Linked DNA regions of Mus musculus: regions 2, 3 and 4 are each linked to region 1. The links are chromatin contacts, called in public HiChIP or PLAC-seq and promoter capture Hi-C maps. All regions are on one chromosome and are shown on one strand. Each heading gives the region's core, a stretch centred on a gene start, on an enhancer-like site or on the middle of the called end of the contact. The rest is flanking DNA. Distances are from core to core; before and after follow the strand shown. Region 1 holds the start of Ift172 (intraflagellar transport 172). Region 2 holds the start of Tmem214 (transmembrane protein 214). Region 3 overlaps Gm46907 (a long non-coding RNA gene). Region 4 holds the start of Preb (prolactin regulatory element binding).

The links. HiChIP or PLAC-seq counts read pairs in DNA pulled down with a chosen protein or histone mark. Capture Hi-C pulls out chosen DNA fragments and counts their contacts.
Region 2: a contact with region 1 is called in a promoter capture Hi-C map of pancreatic islet. The contact joins the promoter of Tmem214 here to the promoter of Ift172 in region 1. A contact is called at or near these places in 2 of 39 promoter capture datasets (hematopoietic stem and progenitor cells and pre-B cells) and 1 of 9 other capture datasets (pancreatic islet).
Region 3: a contact with region 1 is called in an H3K4me3 HiChIP or PLAC-seq map of bone marrow-derived macrophages, with 9 times the contacts expected there. The contact joins the enhancer-like site here to the promoter of Ift172 in region 1.
Region 4: a contact with region 1 is called in a promoter capture Hi-C map of pancreatic islet. The contact joins the promoter of Preb here to the promoter of Ift172 in region 1. A contact is called at or near these places in 3 of 39 promoter capture datasets (erythroid cells, liver and pre-B cells), 3 of 484 Hi-C or Micro-C datasets (CD4 T cells, CD8 T cells and liver), 1 of 115 datasets of contacts at active chromatin or transcription factors (memory CD8 T cells) and 3 of 9 other capture datasets (adipose tissue, liver and pancreatic islet).

What each region holds. Positions count from the first base shown.
Region 1 is chr5:31,289,664-31,292,363 of GRCm38.p6, forward strand. Ift172 (intraflagellar transport 172) reads right to left here and starts at 1,451. Exons shown (of 48, transcript NM_026298.5): 1 at 1,311-1,451. The coding sequence starts at 1,349. Fndc4 (fibronectin type III domain containing 4) reads right to left here. Exons shown (of 7, transcript NM_022424.6): 7 at 2,579-2,700.
Region 2 is chr5:30,868,233-30,870,932 of GRCm38.p6, forward strand. It overlaps Tmem214 (transmembrane protein 214), which reads left to right and starts at 1,347. Exons shown (of 17, transcript NM_144525.4): 1 at 1,347-1,586; 2 at 2,357-2,556. The coding sequence starts at 1,436.
Region 3 is chr5:30,804,858-30,807,557 of GRCm38.p6, forward strand. The region is part of intron 1 of Gm46907 (a long non-coding RNA gene); the gene reads right to left. Among named protein-coding and RNA genes, the nearest start is that of Gm46907, 8.5 kb to the right of the region's middle. Within about 2 kb of position 1,439, at least 6 of the 459 cell types and tissues checked have an H3K27ac peak or open chromatin away from gene starts, as enhancers often do. A contact at or near this core is called in bone marrow-derived macrophages, where this site is marked.
Region 4 is chr5:30,958,938-30,961,637 of GRCm38.p6, forward strand. Preb (prolactin regulatory element binding) reads right to left here and starts at 1,390. Exons shown (of 9, transcript NM_016703.3): 1 at 1,034-1,390; 2 at 286-475. The coding sequence starts at 1,168.

The sequences.
Region 1 (2,700 bases), core at 201-2,700:
TTCCAGTTCTAGGACTAGAACTCTAGGGACCACCTGTCTACCTTCGAAACACTGAGATTACAGGTGCACCTGGCTCTGAAGAGGATGCTGGAGATCTGAACTCAGTTTCCCACGCTGGTGATGAGTCATTTCCCCCATAGCCAACCTTCTTATCTGTGTTGTGTTAGCCTGTCCTTTCACTTTGGAATGCCTTTCTCTCTTGTCAATCATCCTTCTTATGGCTTTCCAGTTTTCTTATGCTCTTTAAAACTTTTTCCTTACATTTTGAGTGGGGTGGGACAACTTGCACAAGCTGGCTCTTTCCTTCCACTGTGTGGGTCACAGGGCTCAAACTCAGGAGGTCAGGCTTAGTGGCAAGTACCTTAGCCAGTGAGCCAGCTCACAGGCCTTTCCTCTTCCTCTTCCTCTCCCCTCCCCCCTCTCTCTCTCCTACCCTCCCCTTCCCTTCCCTCCTCTCTCCCTTTTCCCCTTCCCCCTCCCCTTTTCTCCCCTCCCCTTTCCTTCCCTTCTCTCCCTTCCCCTACCCCCTCTCCTAAGAGTCTCAAGTAGCCCAGGCTGGCCTTGAACTCTCCACGTAGCTAAGAATGGCCTTGCATTCCTGATCCTCCTACCTCCACAATTGCTGAGATTACTAGCCTGGGCTACCAAGGCTTATAAGATTCTGTTCTGTGTAGAACTTTATTTAACATTCTCCTAAGTCGCTTACAGTTGCTCTCCCTGCGCCTTTTCTTTACCAGATGAAGAAGCTAGTGATAGAATGATTGCGTATGGTGATGGTTAAAGCCAGAAATACCATTTGGTCAAGTCAGTGTTGGAGCTAAGCTAAGACAGAGACTCTGTCCTCTTCACGCCCAAACCAAACATAATCTTCGTTTATGTCTCTGGGCTCCTCCTCCAGCGCCCACCCAGCCTCTTCTGCTTCTGAGGAGACACACTTTCACAATCCAAAAGAGGGTTCAGCTTCTGCTCTACCTTTTTTTAGGGTTTATATCTAAAGTGCTCATTTCATCCTGTGTAGACTTATGAAGGTTGACTATATATGCGCCTCTCCTTCCAAAAAGAGCCTTGACGCGTAATGCGGGTGATCCCGGAGAGCCTAAGCTTGGGGCCTGGCACTCAACTGATGTAATGTCATGCAAAGAAAGCTTAGAGTCGTTAGTGATGCATGTCGCCTGCTGAAAGAGCTTTCACGGTCTTCTGAACAAAGTAGACGCTCAAAAAGTATGAACTTATGTTCCCTTACTTTTTTTTTTTTTTTTTTTTTTGAACGCCTGGTGGCCTGGGAATGGAAGAGGCATGCGATTCCTCACCTGAGGGCTCAGCAGGGTCCTCAGGTGCTTCAACTGCATGACGTACACCGGTCTCGGATGCTCACTGACCGAGACAACTCCCGTGGTTACCTGGACAACCCGCCAAGCATCGGCGGCGCTAACCGCTGACGCACAGGCAACGTGAGTGCGACATACGTCATAAGGTCACGTAGTGGGTTCGCGACGGAGCGAACAGGACGTGCGCAAGCGCAGTGAGTCCTAAGGCGGGCCCATAAGAGGGGTTGTGGAATTCTCTCCGCGACCAATCCTGTGGCTGCATGCAAACCTAACGCAAACCTCCGCCCACAAGTCTTCGGTCCTCTCCGGATTCTACGTCACCATATCCTTACGTTTTCTTATTGTCCTACCCGGCCAGATGTGCTTTAGTTGCTTAAACTCTGGAGGAGAGCAAGGCAGGTGCTACGAGAGGCAAAAGACAATTCGCGGAGCTGAAATCTTCACGTCATCCCAAAACTTAGGTGACTTGCGGGAGGCCACTCAATACTGACAGATAACAGTGAAAGCTCAAGGATATACTTGGCACTGTGTTTGAATTCAGCAGCGGTACAGACCCATTTTACCCAACAGGAGGCAGATTAAAGGAGTTACTCGCCAAAGTTAAAACAGCTTGTAAAGGGTGGAACCGGCATTTAACCCACAGCTAATAACCTTTTAATTCCCGTAAGAAGGCTCAACTCTCCTCAACTCATTGTCTCCATGCCCAACTTCTCTACTCTGAAACACAGTCTCAGGAAATTATCCAGGATATGGTGGATATATTGGAAGCACTGGCTAGGGAAAGAAAAGGCACCCTGTTTGGTCATTGAGTTCAAGGCAGATTCCTGAAACCCAGATGTCTCTATGGGACAGTGCAGGAGGCAGACCAGAGCTTGGTTCCCCTCCTAGTTTAGAGCTGCATGACACCTGTGGTTGTGATTAGTTAAGCAAAAAAAGATACCATCTTCTTTGGGATCCTTTCAATAATTTTTGTTCTTGTTTCTCCCAAAAGATCAAGAGACAGAATGAAATGCAGAAACGTTAGTCATAGGCCTTCTCTAAATGACCCAAGGTGGGCAAGCCCTATCCCCCCCTAAAAGCATAGCATATGCCCCCCAGGCAAATGCTGGGCCCAAAGCCTTGAGCGCACTGCAGTTGCCAATGGTAACGAGTATTTCTCTTCCTGCCACCACATCCCTCTAGAAAATTAAGAATCAGAAGGGGACAGATTCCCTTTTTTCACAGGTAACAAATAGGTCCCAGAACTCAAATTATACTTTTTTTGATAGGGGCATCCAAACCCCTCAGCTTTATTTCTAGAATCCTCTGGATATGTTAGAGTATAAATATAAACTCATTTATGGATTACAATTATTATTAACTTTGAATGAAC
Region 2 (2,700 bases), core at 97-2,596, 420 kb before region 1:
AACTGACTGCTGATCAGCACAGATACCTTCCTTGCCAAATACATTCCATCTCAGAACCCCTAAGACAGGCAGCTATGGCTGGGCCTAAAGGGGATGGAGGACACCAGAAGGCTGCAAGGGTTGGTCATCCCTCACCTGCCTTCTTTCTCTGTGACCCATCCTTCACACAGGCCTGGGTGCTGTTTTTTAAGGGTCATGTCACCTTTTCCCTCTCCAGTTTCTAGAGTCTAGAGAATAAACTCCAGATTTGGCGGTCATGATCCTTTTCCAATTGTATGAAGTCATGTCGAACTACTTTCAGTTTTGTTATATAGTCTACCACTCTAGACCTTTGCCTAAATTAATAAAGCCATACGATTGAAGCAGTCTCTCCACAAGCCATGATCCCCAACCAATGAAAATTCTCCCTTCCTGGGAGTCATCTCAACTGCCACCTGTTTCAGAAACCACTTCCCTCCCTCTCCTAGGGCTTCAAGCATCCTTCAGCTGAATAATTTACCCTGTAAGAAAAGTGGACCACTCCTTGTCAGTGATGGTTTATGTCTTTAATCCCAGCACTCAGGAGGCAGAGGCAGTCAGATCTCTTGAGTTCAAGGCCAGCCTGGTTACAGGGAGAGTACCAGGACAGCCAGCTCTACACAAAGAAACCCTGTCTAAAAAAAAGTAACCAAGGAGGTTTGGGGGGGATAATGTGTACAGCAGTGCGGGAGCATGAGTTCCACACAAGCACACTAAGCAACATATTTCCTTAAATGTGATATTTTCATTGCTGTTTTATCATTCATCATGCTCCCTAGCTGGGATCATTCAAGTTTTGTAGGCCGTCTAGGGTCGGGACCTTGCTGTGTGATTCTTTCAGTCTAGGGCTGAACATCTGGAACATGGCATGAGCCAGAGCCTGTCCTTTCCTGGCTGCCTCCAAAGGGATCATGGCCTGGCTGCCCCAGACTTTTCTCGCCCTGCCATTGAGCTACTCTACTAAGTTTTCTCAGTCTTTCTGCCGCTCTACTTTTCTCCCCCAAGTCTGCATCGTCCCACTCCTCGGCAATTAAGTTTGTTGGCCGCCAAATACGAAGTTTAATTGCTAACAGACTACTACTTTCTAAGAAGTAAGAACACATTTATTCCTCAAATTCTCCCGAGGTGAGAACTATTTTCATTCCATCCTTCAGGAGCATTGCAAAGATAAGAAAAAAGGGAACAGTCCCATTTCCATGCGGGTCAGAGGCGAGCCCGCCCGCAGGTGCAGGGTAGGGATTTTTGCGCCCCAGGGGCGGAACCTGGCCGCCGCCATCACTCCCCAGGCGCTCGGCGCGGCGCCGTGGCGCGAACGGACTACGAATCCCAGGGTGCCTTGCGGCGGCGGAGGCAGCAGACGTGGCACCGCGCGGAGGTTGTCCGGGGCCGAAAGCCGGGAGGTGGTGGAGCTGAAGTCATGGCGGCCAGATCAGCGGGTAGCGGTGGCTGGGAGGTGGTGAAGAGGGGCCGGCGACCTGGAGCAAGCAGCGGTGGGCGAGGCGGCGGCGGTGGCAGTGACCGCCGGGCGCTCGGGGAGGCAAATGGAGTGTTGAAATACGACCTGAGCTGTGAGTATCCGCCGCCGCCCACCTGGGCCTGTGGGGCAGGGGCACGGCGGACAGCTGCGGGAGCCGGGAGCCGATCCTCGGGAGCCCGGCCACGGTGACTCAGGGACAGCACGAGGAGAGGTGGTCATCTCCGCTGCATAGGTCGGAAGCGGAGGTCCAGAGAAGCCGATTTTCGAGTCTGAGGAGACTGGAATTCCGATCTCTATCTGTCCAAGCCTTTGCACACAACCCTCTCAGCTGCCCCGGCCCTCACTGGCCAGGTGTCTGAGCCACGGAGCAGAGGCATCTGGGATCCTACATGGAGCCCCTTCTTATATAACCAGCAGGTGTGAGAGGAGTGGATGAGAAGGCCAGCACTGGGATGAATAGCCCGACATATTCTCCAACCAGGAGTTAATTTCAGTGTCACCTGTCCCCACAATCTCCAGAGAGGGAGAAAAATTTTGCCACTTGTTGAGTATATAGAGTTGTCATCTCAGAACTAAGAAGAATTGGGGGTGGAGGCCGTGCTGGAAAAAGTGTGGTCTAGTTCCCATATACTTTAATTGTTTAATAAAGAACTGGGAGGGCCTGGGACCTGACTGTGGTGGTTGAAATCAGCCACCCGGAGGGCTCTTTCCTGTTTTTCTAAGCTGCTTCCAAGGAAGAGAGGGCTTGGGCCAGAATCTCCCTCTAAATGACTTAGGTGCCTCTACAAAGAAGAGACCACTGTACAGTGGGATCTGGGGTCTTAAGGGTGGCCTGCTGTTTTCTACCTGTCTTCATTCCAGCACCAATCCAGACTACAAGCACTCTTTATGAGCGTGGCTTTGAGAAAATCATGAAACGGCAGAATAAAGAGCAAGTTCCACCCCCTGCTGCAGAGTCTAAGAAACCGATAAACAAGAAGCAACCAAAGAAGGTGACAGCTGTTCCTAGCCAAAACCAGAAACAGGGCCCATTCCGACGCCTGGAGGACGCACTGAAAGCGGTAAGTGTGCCTAGGCTTGGGGACTGAGAAAATGGGGACTTGGGACACTCAGGGGTGTTCCAGACAATATGGAGATGTGGAAGGAAAGAATGCGTGCACTTAGAATAGAAAGAATGTTGGTATTTGTCAGAAACATAGGTGAGC
Region 3 (2,700 bases), core at 189-2,688, 480 kb before region 1:
GAATTCCATGGTCATGAATCAGATGACTTCATATCATTAAGGTGGCCATAGTCCCTCAAATGGAGCCATAGATTCTGCATAACCCGCAGCAGAATTCCAGCTGTAAAGGTGGAGAGCTGGCTTTAAAATTCATGTGGAACAACAGAGGACTCAGAAGAGTAAAGTCAGGAAAACCTTAAGGAGCTGGTGAAACCATCATGAATCTAGTCATGAAGACGGAGCCCCAGACAGCTCAACACCTCTCAGTAGGCCTCCCTCTCAAATATCCCTCCACACCCACCCCTCCAACCAACTCAACAGACTTTGGGAAACACACTCAGACCTTATCCAAACCCCGAAAACACATGGCAGGCATGAAGATAAGGGAGCACACACACACACACACACACACACACACACACACGTACACGCACATGCAGTCCCCTGCAGCTAGCAGTCTGCTAAAACAATGGCCTCTAAGGAGCATATGTTTCCCTGACCAGTCTCATGCTGGGGAAGTTAAAGCTGGAGACCTTTACATCACCCAGAGGGGGACTTGTCTTCTGGAAGGAGTCTGCACTATGCTGGCATTGACTCAGGACAGACTGAGAGCCAACGGCAGCAGTCAGCATTGGGTCAGTGAGGGCCAGAGCCACATCTTGTCCAGAAATGTGCAGTGAAGCACACCTCTTGCTCTCTACTTAACCTCATGTCAGTACTCAGACCATGGGCTTGGGCATACCATTGACCCTCCTTACCGGTTCTCCCAAGGGACATGCAGTATGAATCTTTTTCTGTCTGTTACTATTATTTGCCTGTGCAGGATGGTGGCCCAGCCTTGCTTGTTAGAGCTGCAAAGGCCCAGACTCTGACCCTAACAATAGCAATTTCAAGATAATTCAGTGGAGAAAAAGTTAAAACCAGTATTCTCAACAAATTGTGTTTAGACACATAGATATCCACATGCAAAACAAATTGGAATTGGAATTTGCCTCACAATCTGGAAAACGCATCCAAAATGGGTCAAAAATGTAAATCTAAGAGCTAGAGCTACAAATTTTTAGAAAAAAAAAAAAAGCATCAAGGTACATTTTTAGAGCTTTGATTAAGTATTGGATCCATACATATGATATCGAAAGCACACACATTACACACACACACACACACACACACACACACACACACACACACACATAATATCAAAAAGGGAGAAATGAGAGTCGAGGAGAATCTTCATGCCTTGGAGAATGGAAAGATCGACTGGAGAAGCAGAGGATTCTGGGAGAGGAAAGCACTCCAAGTTAACCTCCTTTGGCATGCCTTCATCCTTAGCTACAGCAGCAGCTGCCAGAAAGGTGTGTCTTCCCTTGCGCCATCCCTGTCCATCCTTAGCCAGACCCTCCTGGTCTACCAGGGCTTTTCCAGGTTGAGTAGGGTGGACTCCATTCATAGCACTACCCAGAATGACCACCAGATGGCGACGTAAACTCATCAGTGACTACATTGGCCTAAGCCACACACAGGCCACCATGAAGTGACCAGGTAAGACTCAAGGAAAAACAACATGTTTCTATGCTTGGCCCTGAACCCCAGAATGGCTTAAAGCAAGCAACCAGCACATGGATGAGGGACCACAGTCATTTTTCTCATAACTGGAACTCTCTTATGAGAGTTGAGTCTTTCACACTAATCTTCAAATAAATAAAACAGGACAGCCACTTAAATTTAAACTTCACATATAAATAACTATGTCAAAAAAAGTGTTTGTGGTATACTATGCTAAAAAGAAAAGAAGGACCAGAAATCCGCATTCAATAAAGATGTTATATATTCATGTAGCAGTTTATGTCTGGCAGGCTTACTGATCCTTCCACCATCCATTTAATAATTGCCCATATATCACGTCCTAGACCTGCATTAGCTAGTCCAAAAGTGAGCCAAGGACAGTGCCTATATCTAGAAGTGAGTTGAGGAAAAGACACCTTGACAAATGGTGGCAGTCAGAAGGCACGGCACGCATGGGACAGAGGGGGTGTGGATTGGACGCAGGCTGTAGTTCAGAACCCACTTCTTTGCAGCATCACCTCCCAGACAGAACCTACTTCTGATGTTCACTAGCCATGTGGGTTTGCTTAGGTGAACTATTAACACTTCTGGGCCTCTGATATGAATGGAAACTTCTACCACACTTACAGATGCCCAAGGAGCACTGTCTGCTTGGCCCAAGGTGTGGCAATATTAGCAGGTGTGGCCTTGCTGGAGGAAGTGGGCACTGTGGGGTTAGGCTCTGAGACCCTCCTCCTGCCTGCCTGAAAGACAATGCTCTCCTGTTTGCCTTCAGTACAAGATGTAGAACTCTCAGCTCCTCCAGTGCCCTGCCTGCCTGGACACTGCCATCCTTTCTACTATGATGATACTGGACTGAACCTCTAAACCTGTAAGCCAGCCCCTTTTAAATATTGTCCTTGATAAGAATTGTCTTGGTCATGGTGTCTCTTTACAGCAATGGAAATCCTAACTAAGACAAGTCTTACTTTCAAAATCACATGGTTTTATATCTACTTCACATGTCCAGTCATTTCAGTGTAAAAGATATCATTAGCAGTGGTGGCACATGCCTTTAATCCCAGCACTCAGGAAGCAGAGTCAGGCACAGCTCTGAGTTCAAGGACAGCCTGGTCCTGCACAGAGAGTTCCAGGTTTTTTTACACACCTGTCTTG
Region 4 (2,700 bases), core at 140-2,639, 330 kb before region 1:
TGCAACACAAACAATTTGCCAGGAACCAGATTCCTTTGTTGTTGTTTTTTAAGACAGGGATTTGCTAGGCACCCCAGGCTAGCCTTAAATATCCTCTTGCCTCCACTCCTAAGCTCTGAGACTACAGCTGTGCACCACCTCCCTCAGATGGACCTGAGCATCTGTATTAACTAACACCAGTCCTCTAGTGACCCAAGTACAGACTTCAATGTGACCACTGCCCCACACCTAATCTCTCGTTTTTGGAGACCAAGAATTAGAGCGACTTTTTCCAAAGCTCTTCACCTGACTTCTCCGCTTTACTGCCCTTCTGTTGATGGACCTGGAAACGAAGAAGCTGACACTGGGCATCCTGTCCGGCAGCAAGAATGTCACCAGCAAGCGCCAAATTCATGGTGGCCCGTGTCTCCGTGTCATGAGAGTGCAGCAAGGAAGCGCTCAGGCACCCGTTGATCAGCTCTAGCTGCAGAAAATGCTGTGAGGGAACCAAAGTGGGCAAAGGTCAGGCCAGCCCGGAAGTCACATTAAATCCTAGTCTCTCTCAGTTGTACTTTTGCTTCCCGCACCTCCAGCTCTTATTTTTTGTTTTTTTTTGTTTTTTTGTTTCTTTGGTTGTTGTTGCTGTTGCTTAGAGCTGTATTCTCTTACTGGAGCTTCTTAATTCATACAGCAAGCAGGGTTTAGATTACTAGGTCCAGTTTACAGAAAGAAAAGAATTCCGTCTCCAGCTGCTTGAAGATGGACAAGACAATGTGCCTTCCTGGAAAAGGCCAGCGTATGAGCCCTGGACCAGCTCTCGTAATCCGGCGTGGACAGTCCTGGATTCGCAGACCTGCACAGCTTTCAGTCTAATTTTGGCTGTCTCAACCACTCTGCTCAGGTGAAACCAGCACCCGAACGGCAATCCTGGGTGCTCCCGCTAGAAATGGGTAGGGACTAAATCAGGGGTACTGCTCACCTCTGCATCCCCCGGCCACCCTGGAATCTCCCTGGGCCACGGTATAACCTGTTCTCAGTGGCCCTGCGTTCTCACCACGCCATTCTTTATGCCGGTCTTGGCAGCTCCTCCTCCGCCCGCAGCGATGAGCAGCCCAGTCTTGGGGTCTATCCGAAGCGCGTACAACGGGAACGGGGCCCGGTACAGCTCCACACCCCGGCGCCGACCCATCCCGCCCGCACGTTCACCGCCAACCCCGCGGAACCCACGACATGCCGCGCCTCGCCTCCGAAAGCTCAGGAACTTGGCGCTAGAGTTTTCCGGAAGACTGCCGACCCCTCTCAGCACTGGACTTGCCACCACTCAAACCACCGCAAGCAGCCGATCTGCGCCCGCGCGGCCGACTGGGTCTTGCAGGCGTTCAGTGCGCACGCGCCGAGCTCCTGGGCTCTCTCTGCGCAAGCGCAAGACGCCAATCCGCGTCAGCACTAGCGGGACGCGCTGTCACGGAACCCTGGCGTCGGATCCGGGTCCTAGCCCCGAATGACGATGAAGCTGCCATCTTTGTGTGGGGCGTGGGAGGTGGGGCTAGAAGAGATTACTGAAGATCAGTAAATCGAATTAAAAAGTTCTCGGACTGGGACAGTCCCCACTTCAGGAGAGATACACAGCAGACTCGTACAAGCCGGGCCTTTGTGTGTTACTCCAGGGAGGAAATGGGTTCTCCCGGGTTGTGTGGAGGACAGACACTCCAAAACAGATTCACTGCTTCCTAATATCCTAATATGAAGAAATCAGTCCCCACTTTGAGAGCATCCTCCGCGGTTGATTGGACTCTTTCTTATGGCTTGACATCCACTTCTGGAACATCGAACTCATGGGACTGGCAAGACTTGAGACTAGGCACAAAAACCCACAAAATCCCAGATAAACCGGGCTATTTGGTTACCCTACTATTTAAGTGTTTTTGGAACATGTTCACATTATAGAGATGTAAGGACCATTATTTGAATATGGTTTATATTTTAGTATTTGATGTCTTTTGCGATTCATAATGAGCCCCAGTCAACCATACATGAATTTATACTACCATGGTGTCTTTTGGACCCATATGCAGCTGAACAAACCACGTGATTAGAAGAAGCCAATTTTAGGCCCATTTACTAGCCTTCAGGGAGGAGAGAGGAACTTGACACTGAATTCAGTCACCAGTGGCCAGTATGTGCCCATATGATGAAATATTTGTTTTTAAAACAACCCTAGACAATAGGGATCAATGAGCTCCTGGGTTGGTGGTCTCATGTAGGTGCTGGATGGATGGATGGTGTGCCCAGAGAGGGCAAGGAAGTACTGCATTCTTCACCCTTTATCCTCCATGTACCTTGCCCTACACATCTCTTCCCTTCTGCTAATTCTGAGTTCTATTCTTTATGCTAGAAGAGAAATCCTAAGGAAGATGGAAGTGAGCTCTGTGTGCTGTTCTGACAACTTACCAGACTGACAGAGGAAGTCACAGGGACTTCTGCTTCCCAGCCTGTTATTTAGAAGTACAGATAGATGGTCAGGACTCAAAGCTGGAGACACTGGAAACGATCCTTTAGGATCAGTCCCTTTGATTTATGGGATCTATCCAGTGTGAACACCTGTGGGTGGGTGGTGTTAGAAATTTCGTTCCATTGTTGGACAGATACCTAGTTGGTGTCTTAGAATTGGAGATGTGTCTGAAAACACTCCATATTTGGTTTCAGAGATGTCCTAAGAAG